Regions from separate parts of the Mus musculus genome. Here all the other regions are linked to region 1. The links are chromatin contacts, called in public promoter capture Hi-C maps. All regions are on one chromosome and are shown on one strand. The core of a region is the stretch at or near the end of the contact, and the rest is flanking DNA. Distances in the headings are between cores, read along the strand shown. Region 1 holds the start of Fcsk (fucose kinase). Region 2 holds the start of Gabarapl2 (gamma-aminobutyric acid (GABA) A receptor-associated protein-like 2). Region 3 holds the start of Atxn1l (ataxin 1-like).

Region 1 (2,794 bases), core at 275-2,774:
TTCCTGACCGGGAAGTATAAAACATATACCCTCCCTTCTCCCCGCCAGGTTGCTTTTGGTAGTTTTATCACAGCGATAGAAAAGCAAATTTAGACAACTCTGAATAATATGGGGTTGCTGGGTGAGGGTAGGGGAAGATCTGGAAAAGTCTCAAGAAGTCAAGCAAGGCTATGGAGTTTTCCCAGTCAGATCAGCCAGGAGAGTAACTAACACTTAAGGAGTGTTTCTCAGGCACCTAGCCAACGGCATTGTAGTGACAGCTCACAGGAGCCATTCACCAGTCCTAATAGGTGATCTTATCACACCACAGGCATAAAGGAAGCCTGGCTTAAAGAATAAGCAGGCTGCCTAAGGTCAGGTAGAGCTAGCATAAATAGCTGGGTGTGTCCCCGTGTCTATGTTCTCAGTCACAGGGAGGAATGGTCCTGGGTTGTCACACGTGGCATTTGCACAGTGATCTTAGAATACAGAGAAGAAATTATAGCAGCACTCTGCCCATTTTCACAGAGCTTCATTTGCTCAATCCAAGTTGGAGTTTTGAGGACTGGAACTTTTTATGTCTTTTTTTTTTTTTTTTCTTTTCTTTTTTAGTTACGACATAGTCCTACAAAGCAAACCTGGCTAAAAGCTTACACCAATTCATCTAGTCAAGGATTTTTGGTTGGTTGATTTTTTTTTTAGTTCTGTTTGCTTTCCAGTGCTAGGAAACCTCAGGAAAATTGCAGGAGAGTGAGCATACCCAGGGATGATAAAATAAGGCCCCTTATGCATACACGCACGCACACTCCAAGTACATATTTTTAAGACAGGCTCATATTATGCAGCCTTAGTTGGCCTCAAACTTTCCATCTTCTTGCCTCCACTTCCCAATACTAGGTTTACAGGCCTGGGCCACTATGCCAGCTCATAATCTGCTCATTGAACAAAGATGGTATAGGTAGGGACTACGCACATTTCAGCATTTTAAAAACTTTAAAAGTTGAATGTATGTGTGTGTGTGAGTGAGTGAGAGAGAGAGAGAGAGAGAGAGAGAGGGAGAGAGAGAGAGAGAGAGAGAGAGAGAGAGAGAGAGAGAGAGAGGCAGGCCCAGGAGACTCTAATTTGCAGCTTTTTGAAGAACAAGAGGCAGAAAGAAGTTGGCTGGAAGTAAAACCAGATAGTAAACAATACGTTCATACAATGTGTACCCAGTGGGGTAAACTGAGGCAGGAAAACGACTCAAATCAAAATCAGAGCAGCGCTGGCATCTAGAGCTCCCTGGCTCAAGGGAATGTCGCTCGGTGTGCCAGGTGTCCGCAAGTCGTGGGGGTTCCCTCTGAAAACCCAGATCAAGAGAAGACTGCACTACAGAGGTCCCCTGCAGCTAACTAGCGCTGGGGGCGACGGCAGAGATCTGGGAAACCCGCAGGAAGGCGCCCCAAACTACAGTGGAACTGAAGACCCCGCGGACCCACATACCTGCGTCCGCCCAGCGCTCGCAGAGCCGGCTCTTTAACGCGGCTGCGCATGCAGCGCGGCGCACCCTGGGAAATGGAGTTCATTCGGCCTCCCGCCAGAGTCCTCAGAACCTACTCGCAGCCCCGCCTTACTGAAAGGACAAAGTTCTCAAACTTACAAGGAGTGCTAAATATACAAATTTCCAGAGAGAACAGGTGTCTTAAAGACACTGGCCAACTGTTTCTTTGTTTGTTTGTTTGTTTGTTTGTTTGTTTGTTTGTTTGTTGTGACTCGGGTACAAGGTAAAAGTATATTTTGATTGTTTTGTTTTGTTTTGTTTTGACAGGGTTTCTCTTTGTAGCCCTCACTGTCCAGGAACTCATTTGCCTTCCTCTGCCTATTGAGTGTGTGTGCAACCATCGCCTGGCTGTAATTTTGACCTTTTAAAATACTTTTTATTAAAGCTAAGTCTTTCTTAACTATTGATTAATTGAATGATTGATTGATTGATTGATTGAATATGAGTACACTGTAGCTGTCTTCATGCACACCAGAAGAGGGCATCGAATCCCATAACAGATGGTTGTGAGCCATCCCGTGGTGGCTGGGCATTGAACTCAGAACCTCTGGAAGAACTTAACTGCTGAGCCATCTCTCCAATCCCTTTATTTTGACCTTTTAAAAAGGATGGGGGTTTTGGGGTTTGTTTGTTTTTTTCTGTTTTTTGTTTTCTGTTTGGTTTTTCGAGACAAGGTTTCTCTGTATAGCCCTGGCTGTCCTGGAACTCATGCTGTAGACCAGGCTGGCCTCGAACTCAGAAATCCACCTGCCTCTGCCTCCCAAGTGCTGGAATTAAAAGCATGTGCCACCACAGCCCGCTTAAGAAGGATTTTTAAAAAGTTATTATTTTAGGGACTGGAGAGATAGCTCCACTAGTTAAGAGCACTCACTGCACTTCCAGAGGACCAGGCAGATCACAACATCCTCACACAGACATAAACCACCAATGCAGGCAAAACACCAATGCATATGAAAATAAAAATGAATAATTATGAAAATGACTTTGCTTTTATTATTACCGTCAATGCCATCATTTTATGTGCCTGAGTGTTTTGCCTGCATGTGTGTCTGCACCTCGTGCATTCCAGAAGAGGTTGCCAGCAGGTATTGGATTCCCAGAAGTTAGAATTAAAGACCATTGTGACCACCATGTGGGTGCTGGGAATCAAACCCAAGTCCTCTAGAAGAGCAGCCACCTGCTGATCCATCTCTCCACCTGTTTTTTGGTTGTTTTGTTTTGTTTTATTTTTTATTTTTTTTAGATAGGATCTTCCTATGTAGCCCAGGCTGGCCCTCA
Region 2 (2,979 bases), core at 80-2,579, 1.0 Mb after region 1:
TTTTTTTTTTTTTTTCCAGACAGGGTTTCTCTGTGTAGCCCTGGCTGTCTGGGAACTCACTCTGTAGACTAGGCTGGCCTTGAACTCAGAAATCCACCTGCCTGCCAAGTACTGGGATTAAAGGCATGGGCCACCACACCCAGCTAACACAAAGTTTTAAAAGTTCTTTAAATTAAATTTTTTTTTCCTTAAGATTTTCATTATCTTCCCTGCATCTGGGTGTGTATGTGTATGGAGGCTTGCCACAGTGAATGCCTTGAGGCCAGAAGATAACCTTTGTAAACAGGTTGTCCTCCATCACTTGGGTCCTCAGGATTGAACTCCGTCTGGCAGGCTTGGCACCAAGCGTTTTTACCTGCTGGGAACTGAGTCTCTCCCCTCCCCCCAGTGGAAAATAACAAATACTTTCAGAATGAAGTTATAGCCACAGCATCTATCAGGAATTTCAACTGTAGGGAATGATTGATGACAAGGTTCAAACACTGGCTCTACAGATGCGGCAGATCATATAAGCACGTGGTCAGGTGGCCGATTAACTGCATATTCATGTTCTGTGTTCACCAGTGCATAAACAGATGGTGACCCAGAGCCGACTTCCTGGATGACTATGCTACGACTTGGACAGGGGTGGAACCTCGAGGCTTGTGCCTAGGGCAGGTGACACCCACAGCTCAGGGTTAGTGCCGAGCCACTCCCACTGCCAGCTCCTTCTCCTAGGGTGTCTTATGACCAGCTCTCCCAGGAATCCTCCCCGCCTGACACTGGCACTTCGCCTCTGACAGTTTCCGATAAAGAATCTCTGTGATCAGGGATATTCCGTTGACTAAATGAGTATGTGTGGTACTTGTTCATAAGTGTTCATGAATGTTTAAAATATGTATTCGTGAGTGGGAAGTGAGATTTGTTTAAATCAAATTTTAGGTGCAACAACTCCTATACTAGACCTCTAGGTGGTCACCAGTACTCGTTGCACACAGCGCTTGGAACAGGTTATCCCTCCATGCCGAGCTCCCGCCTTCTCACCCAGCCAAAAATTAATATTCATTTCTCCTTAAGCCCCAGACTTCCCCTTCCAGAGCCCTTTACAAGCGTTCCAAGCTATGAGCCATGACCTGCCTGTCATGCACAATCCTGAAACTCCATTCCAGTCACTAATTCCTAAAGTCTCCACTGTCACTCACAGACTTCCCAGCCACCTACGTCAGTCTCCATTCCCAGGAGCGCTCCTAGGTCTCCGCTTAGGCTCCGCCCTCTCACGTAATCGTAGCCTACTGAAGCTCTTACCAGGCCCGCCGGAAGCCCCGCCCCGGGAGGTTGCTAGGCTCCGGCAGCCGGAAGTCCCGCCTGTGGAGTAGTCGTCGCTGCCGCCGCCGCCTCCGTTGTTGTTGTGGTCGCTTCGCCGAAGTCCGCGGCTCGAAGAGCCGGCTCCGTCGCTTCCCGTCGCCATGAAGTGGATGTTTAAGGAGGACCACTCTCTGGGTAAGCGCGGTCGGCCTGCGGGGCCCCAGATCGCGGCCCCTCCCCCACTCCCGCCGCCCTGCCGGGCCCGCTGGGTCGCCAAGGCCCCGGCATCCTGGCGCCTCCCACGGACCCGTGTCGCCCTACGTGGATCTCGCTGGGAGTTCCTGAGGGGATCTGTGGCGAGGGACTCCGGGGCTAGGACTCGGGGCGTACGCACGCAGGCAGGTTGCGGGCGGAGAAGGGCGGACAGGAAGAAGGGGTTCCGGCAGCGGCGGCCCTGCTGTCCGGCAAGTGCGAATGTCAGCCTGGTTTTCTTCTTCCCCAGAACACAGATGCGTGGAATCCGCGAAGATCAGAGCGAAGTACCCCGACCGAGTTCCGGTGAGTGTGGACTCCCCGCCCCCTCACCCCGCTGTCACCCTTAGCGTCTAGGAGAGGTGTCGGGCGGGCGCGCTAGGCCGTGCAACAGTTGAGAACTTAAGGTCTCAAGGTGTAGCCCAGAGACCGAGGACAGCCTGGGGTTCCGCCGGCCCAAGCTTGGGGCTTAAGGGGCTGGTGCTGTCCAGGGGCACCAGTGCTGAATCTCCCGATCTAGGGCAGCAAGCTGCTTGCAGCCTCTCGGCTCCCTCACCAATTATGTAAGGAACCGTGTTCTAGGACAGGGCAACAGGTCACTGCCACTTTGGGGAATGATGGTGGAGGGAGACTGGCATTTGGGGTTGGATACGGTAGCATCCTTTCAAGGTAGTCATCTTTAACGCTGGACCTTTAACTTCGAGTTTCTCTTTACCCTGATTCTGCCATCCTTGTTTGACTAACAAATCTGAAATGCTCTCGTTTTGCCTCTAATCAATAAGTATGTTGCTTTATTTCTGCTTTCTGCCCTAGTTGGGGCGATCGTTTCTGATATCACTATTGATTTTTGAAGGACATAAAGTCTTACTATTGTAGTGCTTTGCTTGTAAACAGTCCCTTTGAGAAGCAGGAGGATAAATGTTAACTGTTCAGAGAGAAGCAACAGGCCAAATGAAAATGTCGGCTCTTGGGTGGCTGTAGTTGTATAGCTTTGCCCTTAGTTCATCCATTTCTTTCCAGTGTTGTTGGGGATTGGAATGCTCTAACAGGGTCTATCTATGGATCAAAAGATGACAGATGAAACCCTAGCCAGATCAATCTTTTCATCGGCCTAGATAAAATGTTAGAGAGCTACCCTTGCAGTGGGGTGGCACGTGCCTTCAGTCCCAACATTCAGGGGTCAGAGGCAGCTGATCTCAGAGTTTGGGGACAGCCTGGTCTACAGTTCCAGGACATCTGGGACTAACAGAGAGACCCTGTCTCTGGAAGAAGATAGAAAGCTTTGTAGCTGTGCTTCTCTTACAAACGCTGAGATCAGAAATGAGGAATATCAGTCAGCTCTGGGCCTCCAGAGCGGGGCTTCTTGAGCTGTGGGCATATTGATTTACTCATCTGTGCCGTTTCCCACACACTGCCTTGTCCACACTCTGCTCATCAGACTGG
Region 3 (2,765 bases), core at 125-2,624, 1.2 Mb before region 1:
TACTACCTTTGAGGTAGAAAGAAGAGGATCGTGAGTTCAAGGTACTCACCAACTACATTCGATTATTTAGCAAGTCAGAAGTCAGCCTGAGCTCCATAAGACCCTCTCAAAAGAAAACAACCAAAACCAAAACCGGGGCCAACGAAGTCCTAACAACTGGATTAGCAGTATTGACTAGTACCGAGGAACCTGTTCTGTCAAAGTCAGAATATTGCAAGCTCGATCCAACTGAAGGCAACGTTTACTTAAGATAGGCATGGTTCAAGGGTACACGAAAGATGGAAATGTGGAAAAACAGATTCCTAATGCCACAAATAAATCACCAAGTGGGTACAAGTCACGCACTCATTCTTCATCAAACGTTTAATTGAAAGCACTCAGCTTTCTTTCATTTTCTTAATCCCCCAAAATGATGCTTGCCCTCTGTAGCTAAAAAAAAAAAAAAAGCTAAGGAAAATCCGTCTATGGGTCACCGAGGAGTTAGCAAACACAAAATAATGAAAGGACGGAAAGAGGCAAAAAGAAAGCTCAGCCTGCCCACCAGGTTCCCACAAGGCAAAACACTTCAAAATCTGAAACCGGGTGTGGGTGTAGGGTGCAGCTTTGGAGAATTTCTCATGGGAAATGACACAACTTGTGGCCCTGAGCTAAGGGGCAACGGAACTATTCCAGAGACCTGCCAACCTAGCCGAGAAGGCAGCTCCTCTTCATGCAGGGAATGGAATCAAGAGACTGCACACCGAGGGGGACCCAAATTCACTGAGGGAGAGGTGCGCCCCACAAAAAGGGAGCAGCAAAAAGGGAGAGACACCAGGGATGATGGCTTTTGATGATCCTTGTTCCGACAGGGGTACAGGCCTGAACTGGGGGAGTCTACGTTTAGGGTTAGTCGGGGTAGGGGGTCGGACGTGGAGGTGAGGCCAGGCCCCGCTGGCGACGCTTCCTTGTTTGGGGCCCCTTCCCGCCCTGAGAACTCGGACATCCTGACCCGCGGGGACAACCCCGTCGGGGCATCAGGGCCTGAGGCCGCCTTCTGGGCCAGGCGGGAAAGCAGCATCTAGAGGGGCTAGGCACGGCCTCTTTCGCTCGCTCTGCCCGCTGTTTAGGGGGCCCGCGGCCGGGGTGAGGCAACGGGCTTCTAGGGGGGCCCTTCCACTAGAGCTCCGAACCCAGGCCTGCTTGGCCTCAGGCCATCCCAGCGGCCACCGCTCCAGGCGACACTCACCGGCCCATCTCACGGAGCTCCCAGGACTCCTCCCGCTCGTCCCGGAGCCGCCGCCACCGCGGCCGCCGCCATCCCCGGCCCCGGAGCCGCCCCACACCCAGCGGGCACCCCCCCAAGCCGGGCGCCCGGAGATGGCGTTGAGCGCATCCCGCCCCCCCCCCGACGCGGAGAGATGACGTCACCCTGGCCTGGGAGCGCCGCCTACTTACACAGGAGGAAACTGGCCGCCTGCCCATCGTACCCAGCGCCCCCCTTTGGTGGGAAAATGAACGCCTGTCCCACTGAATGGGTCCAGGGAGTAGGTGATGTTTCCTTAAAAAGCTCCCAGACCTGGATTCCCTGGAGAAGTTTTCACAAGCTGTCACTAGAAGTCCAGATAGTGGAGATCCCTGGGGCCTTGTTTATGATGCCCCAGAATTTACTGGAGTAGAAAGATGGAAGGGTCATTGTAGGGTCAGGGTGAGAGAGAGCTGGGCCCAGACCTTTTCAAGGGTCAAGAGCCTTGTAAAGTTAGAAATAGCCTGAGGCAGCCAAAAAAAAAAAAAAAAAAAAAAAAAAGTGTGCCTGTGCAGGACCTAGAAAAAGATGAAAAAGTACTGAAGACCTGGGAGTGGGTGAGCAATAAGGACGGGATTCTTACTACAGTGGAAAGCAGGTTGGCTTAGTGAATACAGGGCTTGGCTACTGGTTTGGAATATTGTCACCCATATAATGCCAGTTCATACTAAATACTTGAATGAAAGTTTGATTGGCTTAAGCAGACACAAAAATGAATGGCTGATTTAGGTTGCTGATTGGAGGGGGAGGATTTTTTTTTTCTTATTTGTTCATTTGTTTTTGAGACAGGGTCACAAGTAGCTCAGAGTGGTTTTGAACTCACTGTGTAGTTTAGGGTGAACTTGAACTCTTAACCGTCCTGCCTCTATCTCTCAAGTTGATGGTATCACTGGTGCATTCGTTTCTTTTCTGTTGCTGGGATAAGACACAATCAAGGCAACTGCCAGAAGGATTTGAGTTTGTGGTTCCATTTGAGAGGGTTAGGAGTCCATTGTGGTGGGAAAGCTTGGCAGGGAGCAGCAGCCATAGAGGCTGGAGCAGAGAGGAGGGGGTCACATCTAGAACTTAGAAGCACAAAGCAGAGAGACTGAACCTGGAATTGCCTGTGGCTCTGAGCCTCAAAGCCAGGTCCCTAGTGACATAGGGACTCTAACAAGGCCATACATACCTTAATAGTGCCACTAACTGGCCACCAAGAGTTAAACATCTAAGCCTATATCGAAGTTTCTCATTCAAACCACCACAGCAGGCAAGCCCCACATTTGGCCAATAGTTGGTCTTGTGTTCAGATTACATTTATACAGAAAAAGTGATTATGCGTGTTTTATATAAAAGAGAGAGAGAGAGAGAGAGAGAGAAAACAGAAGTGTTGGGAGCCGCGCCCACATTCGCCGTTACAAGATGGCGCTGACAGCTGTGTTCTAAGTGGTAAACAAATAATCTGCGCATGTGCCAAGGGTATCTTATGACTACTTGTGCTCTG

What was found. Promoter capture Hi-C pulls out the DNA fragments that hold promoters and counts their contacts.
Region 2: a contact with region 1 is called in a promoter capture Hi-C map of liver, with 2.0 times the contacts expected there. The contact joins the promoter of Gabarapl2 here to the promoter of Fcsk in region 1. A contact is called at or near these places in 2 of 39 promoter capture datasets (liver and pre-B cells).
Region 3: a contact with region 1 is called in a promoter capture Hi-C map of pre-B cells, with 4 times the contacts expected there. The contact joins the promoter of Atxn1l here to the promoter of Fcsk in region 1. A contact is called at or near these places in 2 of 39 promoter capture datasets (liver and pre-B cells) and 1 of 115 datasets of contacts at active chromatin or transcription factors (pancreatic cancer cells).

The regions. Positions count from the first base shown.
Region 1 is chr8:110,900,964-110,903,757 of GRCm38.p6, forward strand. Fcsk (fucose kinase) reads right to left here and starts at 1,525. Exons shown (of 24, transcript NM_172283.3): 1 at 1,459-1,525.
Region 2 is chr8:111,939,374-111,942,352 of GRCm38.p6, forward strand. It overlaps Gabarapl2 (gamma-aminobutyric acid (GABA) A receptor-associated protein-like 2), which reads left to right and starts at 1,330. Exons shown (of 4, transcript NM_026693.5): 1 at 1,330-1,479; 2 at 1,787-1,842. The coding sequence starts at 1,446.
Region 3 is chr8:109,736,406-109,739,170 of GRCm38.p6, forward strand. It overlaps Atxn1l (ataxin 1-like), which reads right to left and starts at 1,375. Exons shown (of 4, transcript NM_001080930.2): 1 at 1,226-1,375.